2 separate regions of the Macaca mulatta genome follow, and region 1 is linked to region 2. The links are chromatin contacts, called in public Hi-C maps. All regions are on one chromosome and are shown on one strand. Each heading gives the region's core, a stretch centred on a gene start, on an enhancer-like site or on the middle of the called end of the contact. The rest is flanking DNA. Distances are from core to core; before and after follow the strand shown. Region 1 holds the start of IFNAR2 (interferon alpha and beta receptor subunit 2). Region 2 holds the start of IFNAR1 (interferon alpha and beta receptor subunit 1).

What was found. A called contact is a pair of places that touch in the nucleus more often than the background predicts.
Region 1: a Hi-C map of cortical neurons shows a contact between it and region 2, with 2.8 times the contacts expected there. The contact joins the promoter of IFNAR2 here to the promoter of IFNAR1 in region 2. A contact is called at or near these places in 3 of 14 Hi-C or Micro-C datasets (cortical neurons, fetal cortex germinal zone and liver).

What each region holds. Positions count from the first base shown.
Region 1 is chr3:14,160,691-14,163,390 of T2T-MMU8v2.0, forward strand. It overlaps IFNAR2 (interferon alpha and beta receptor subunit 2), which reads right to left and starts at 1,358. Exons shown (of 7, transcript XM_077995813.1): 1 at 633-1,358. The coding sequence starts at 1,233.
Region 2 is chr3:14,058,997-14,061,735 of T2T-MMU8v2.0, forward strand. It overlaps IFNAR1 (interferon alpha and beta receptor subunit 1), which reads right to left and starts at 1,488. Exons shown (of 11, transcript NM_001266513.2): 1 at 1,338-1,488. The coding sequence starts at 1,413. LOC144339665 (a long non-coding RNA gene) reads left to right here and starts at 2,393. Exons shown (of 2, transcript XR_013414935.1): 1 at 2,393-2,730.

The DNA.
Region 1 (2,700 bases), core at 108-2,607, 100 kb after region 2:
CAGTATCTTCCCTCTCCGACCCTGGGAAGGGTACACCCTTCTGTCTCCGCGGCCACGTCCCCTCGCCCCTTCCCCCTCCTGCCTCCACGCAGCGGATGCGGAGGGGCGTAGGCCACTCCAGCCCCGGTGCCGTCGGTGACCACGACGCAGGTCGAAGGGGCGCTAATCCCAGGGGACCTCAAGGGGGCGGGCTGGAGATCCCAAACCTGAGCACTGGGCTGGTGAGCCGGTTTTGCAAGGCGGGGTGGACCTGGAGGAATGTGACCCTCAGACTTAGCAACGACTCACATCTTGCAGTGTCAAGTGTCCGGTGTTCTGGGCATCCTTGGTGGGGCGGGGTGGGACGTGGAGGGGCGCAACGAAAGCGAACTCCCAGCAGGGGCGACGCGTGGAGGGCGCAGGGCAGGGCCCGGGAGGGATCCTGGGGTCGCAGGTGGGGCCCCGGGAGACAGGAAGGGCGCACGAGCCGCGTCCTCAGGACGCGAAGGGAGGGGAGGAGGAGGAGGAGGAGGAGTCCGGGAGAGCGAAAGGGAACCGGAGGGGATTCCGGGAACTGCTGCAGGGAGGCGGCGTTTTCCCTCCAGTCAGCTGGCCACGCGCTCCGCTCCCACGTCCCCGCCATGCCGCGTTACCTTTGCAGCTCTCGCCTTGCGGCTCCCGAGAGATGCCAGCCTCGGGCCCCAGCCACACCCGACTCTGGGACCGGACGCTCGCGGTCGGGATGCGCCCCGCAGGCGGCCTCTCGGACAGAGGCGGCGGGTGGGGGACAAAAGCGGCCCTGGCCGGGTGGCGGTCCGCGGACTGCGCTCGGGGAGCTGTTCGGCTCGCCGGCGGGATTCCTGCTCGCCGGCGGGATTGCTCCCCGCCGGGAAGAAACGTCTTTAGTGTGAGTGCGCGCGCCGAGCGCCGTCCTACGAGTAGCGCTCCGGGAGCGCAGGCGGCGTGCCGGCGCCGGGGACTGGGCGGGAGTCGTGGGCGGGGCCAGAGCCGGGGACAGGGCCGAAGTCGGGGGCGGGGCCTGGGCCGGGGGCGGGGCTGGAACAGGGCCGGAGGCGGAGGCCGGGCCGGGGGCACGGCAGGAGAATGCAAAAAAGTCGGGTTATTTACAAGCATCTGCTGCCGATTGTGAGCTCCTAACCAATCCCCTCTTCGCCGAAAAAGCTCCATAGGGGAAGAATTCGGGGCTGTTTTGTTTACTGAAGCGTCCTTGGGGGATAGAATAGTGTCTGGCATTTTGAAGACTCCCAAAAATGTGTTGACTGAATGAATGAATGAATCAACTAAAGAGTGAATGTGTTCTCTCCTGGCTCCCCCACTTGTTAGTTATATAAACCTCCATGATATAATTCTCCAACCAATAAAACGAGGATAAAAATACCTACCATTGAGTAAATGTTGTAAATATCTACAACATTATCCGTTGTAGATTCTCCCCTCTTCTCCGCGGGTCTCTCCTGCATACTCCTACCCTTCCCTCGACCCCCCACTGATCAACGTGTTTCGGGATAGGCAGAAAGACGGATATTCTTCATTAATTTGTCTACCTGTTATTTGCAGCCTGTCAGCTTCTAAAATAGACTATGAGGCCGGACGCGGTGGCTCACACCTGTTATCTCAGCACAGTGGAAGGCCGAGGCAGATGGACCATCTGAGGTCAGGAGTTCAAGATCCAGCCTGACCAACATGATGAAACCCCATCTGTACTAAAAGTACAAAAATTAGCCGGGCGTGGTGGCAGGCGCCTGTAATCCCCGTTACTTGGGAGCCTGAGGCAGGAGAATCGCTTGAACCTGGGAGGTGGAGGTTGCAGTGAGTTGAGATTGCTCCATTGCACTCCAGCCTGGGCGACAAGAGCGAAACTCTGTCTCAAAAAAAAAAAAAAAAAAAAAAAAAAAAAAAAAAACAACAACGAAAAAACAAACAAAAAAACCCCAAACCAAAATAGACTATGTGGCAGCTTTCAAGTAAAATGTATGTATATTCTAAACATTACAGCTACTAAAATGGAAATGTTAATATGTTTTTGGAGGAGAAGGAAAAAAATACACTAACCACCTAAATTATTTTAACTGAGTATTTAATCTCACGCTCAGCTTTCTGGCCTCCTATGAAAGGGAGAAGGAGGATGTTTCATACTTTTTGTAGATGGGAAAAATGAGCCTTTTCATCTATGAAGTCAACCAACATTTGCTGATACTCCTTTAAGGCTAGGCACAAGGGTGATCATAAAGAGGATGTCACAGTCCTGCCTTTCATGTGACCCTTGGCAGAATTCCCACCAGCCCTAAACGATCTGAAGGGAACTCATCTAGGATCCTATTTCTTATAAAAGACATTCAACGTTGAAAATATTTTCAGCCACAGTTTTAGAGAATTTACAGATACAGCCTCTGAAAATGGGGGAAATCCAATACTTATTTTCATGTGCCGCATGGACTCTTTTATATAAACATATATATTAAAAATAAAACTATATCAAAACCTTAACTATGACTTATTGCAGATTGGATGATAGTAGATGATATTTATTTTGTTTCCTTTCCAAACATTCTACAGTAAATGTCCTTACTTATATCATTAGGAAAAAGATTTTTAAAAAACAAATGCAGTCCTGGCTAACACGGTGAAACCCTGTCTCTACTAAAAATACACAAAAAACAAAATTAGCCGGGCGTGGTGGCGGGCGCCTGTAGTCCCAGC
Region 2 (2,739 bases), core at 238-2,737:
ATCCCAGCACTTTGGGAGGCTGAAGTGGATCGTTTGAGGTCAGGAGTTCGAAACCAGCCTGGCCAACATGGCAAAACCCCATCTCTACTAAAAATACAAAAAATAGCCAGATGTGGTGGTGTACACCTGTAATTCCAGCTACTCAAGAGGCTGAGGCAGGAGAATCACCTGAACCCAGGAGGCAGAGGTTGCAGTGAGCTGAGATCACACCTCTGCACACCAGCCTGGGCAACAGGCTGTCTTCTCAAAACAAAACAAAAAAAAGTATAAATAAAAACGTCTCCATATTTTGGACAGTTTTCTTAGTCCTGGGTCCTAGAATTGCATTTACTAGTTTAAAAAGTGTGAATATTTTTATGACTTCTGAAAGACTGAGCAATATTACTATCTCATTGAGAAAACATTTCATTGAGTTTTGAACATGATTATCTCTTTGGGGAAAAAGTAGGTAGTTATGTAAACCAAAAATAAAATTCTAAGCCCCCCAACCATCTGAACGGACCCCTCCTCTCAACAAATGGCATTCCAAAGTTAACCTGAAAAACTAATTCAGGCCTTCCACACTGACAGTGTCAATTACAAGCTTATCTTCTCAGGTGCAAAACAAAGGCAAGACTCCACCTACTCAGAGGCATCTGCATAACGGACTCCCTTTACTCTTTTTCTCTTCAACACACTCATGGTATCTTAAAATACAGATTTCTTGGGCACTATCTGAAGTGTCACAGAACTATCTGCCTCACTGCCTCACTGCCCCACCTCCTGAAAACCTCTGGAAAACCAGTCACAGATGTGTCTGTGGCTCATGTTTTTCTCGGATGCGCCCTGAAGCAGGATTAGTAAACCTCGAGGACTGAGAATTATGCCTCAGTCACTCCGATTGTCATTTCTTATTGGCCTGTATGAATCCTGAGGGCAGAGAAATCCTGGTCACGCTTAGCTCACTCCCCCGTGGGACTGGCCGCCTAGTTTTTACCAGATTGAGGAAATGCATTTCGGGAAATGTTTTGTTTATTATCAAACAGGCCAGCTGAGCCGCAGTACTTTCCCGGAAAGAAGCAAACTCGACACAAGGCTCTGGCACTGCCACTTCACGGGGATGGGGACCCGGGCGCGCCCAAGGACCGGTACACGCGTCACAGGCAAGCGGCGACAGAGGACCCAGAACACCACTTTCTCCTGATTGATTTTCGAGCCCAAGTCGGGTTTAATCTTTGCCGCGGCAAAGAGGATCGAGGGTTGGGGGTCTGTCGCCCCCAACACCATCGCCGCCCCGGTAGCCCAGCTGCGCGCCCTACCTCCGGCCCTGCGCCGAGATTCTCCTCCCGGCCTCTCACCTGCGGCTGCGGACAACACCCATGGCGCCAAGGTGACCAGCACTAGGGTCGTCGCGCCCAGGAGGGTGACCATCATATGGGAGCCGCCGGAGGTCCCACCACTCACATCTCCGCGAACGCAACACCCCTCTTAGCTTACATTGCCCCCTCCTAAGCCACACCGCTCCTCTGCGCACGCGCTGCCCCTCCTAGCTCTCATCGCCCCTCTGCGCACGCGCTTTTCCCCATGGCTCGCACCGCCTCTCCGCGCACGCGCCATTCCTCCGCGCACGCGCCTTTCCTCCTAGCTAGCACCTCCTCTGCAAGCTCCCATTGCCCCCTCTAGTTGCGCCACGCCTGTGCACGAGCGCCTTAGAAATGGTAGGCCTCCTGCCTTGTCTTCTTCCAAACTCTTTCCGGCCAGCGGCCGATCTGGCGCAGGTCACCATCGCATTCCAGGAAGACCCCGTCTCACGGGAGGCCTTGACCTTCACAGGATCGCGGCACACACGTGCGCAGACCCAGCGACTTTGGAGTTCCTGCGTGTCTTCCCCATGTCTGCAGTCGGAGGGCGTGGGTGGGGTCCGGGTCATGGCCGTGCGCTCTTCGTCCTTGCCCTTCTCCGCTCGGAGCGCTTGCTGACCCTAGAGCCTTGGATAGTGGCGTTGGGAGTCCCCAGCGGCCTGGGAACCAGATGAGGCTGGAAGGAGGAAGTGGCTGAGCGACCAGACTGTTCCTGTGTGCAGACCAGAGCGGGGCAGAGGCACTCATTTTCGGGGCGACTTGGCTGAGGGGCGAGATGGTCCCTTGGAGAGAACCGCCACGGGCCCTGGGCCGAGGGGCTCCAGAACAGCGGTCGCTAGGCTTTGGTCGTCGAGCTTTATCCGTAAACAATTCGAGCCCACCGTTCGAATGATTATTTAATTAAATTACTCAGTAATAGATCAAGTGCATTGTGAAAATATGCAAAATAAAATTTAAATGATGAGATAATCAAATAATTGGTTATTATAACAACCAAGCAATTAATTAGCGGTTACATAATTAAATGAATGTTTGTAAAGAACAATACAATGGAATTTTTTTTTTTTTTTCTTTTTTTTTTTTTTTTGAGTCGGAGTCTTGCTGTCTCGCCCGGGCTGGAGTGCAGTGACGCGATCTCGGCTCACAGCAACCTCTGCCTTCCGGGTTCAAGCGATTCTCCTGCCTCAGCCTCCGGAGTAGCTGAGATTACAGCGGTGCGCTATTACGCCTGGCTAGTTTTTGTATTTAGTAGAGATGGGGTTTCCGCTGTGTTACCCAGGCTGGTCTGGAACTCCTGACCTCAAGTGATCCGTCCGCCTCCGCCTCCCAAAGTGCTGGGATTGCAGGCTTGAGCCACCACGCCCAGGGGAAATATGCCTGTTTTAAAGAGGTATAATTT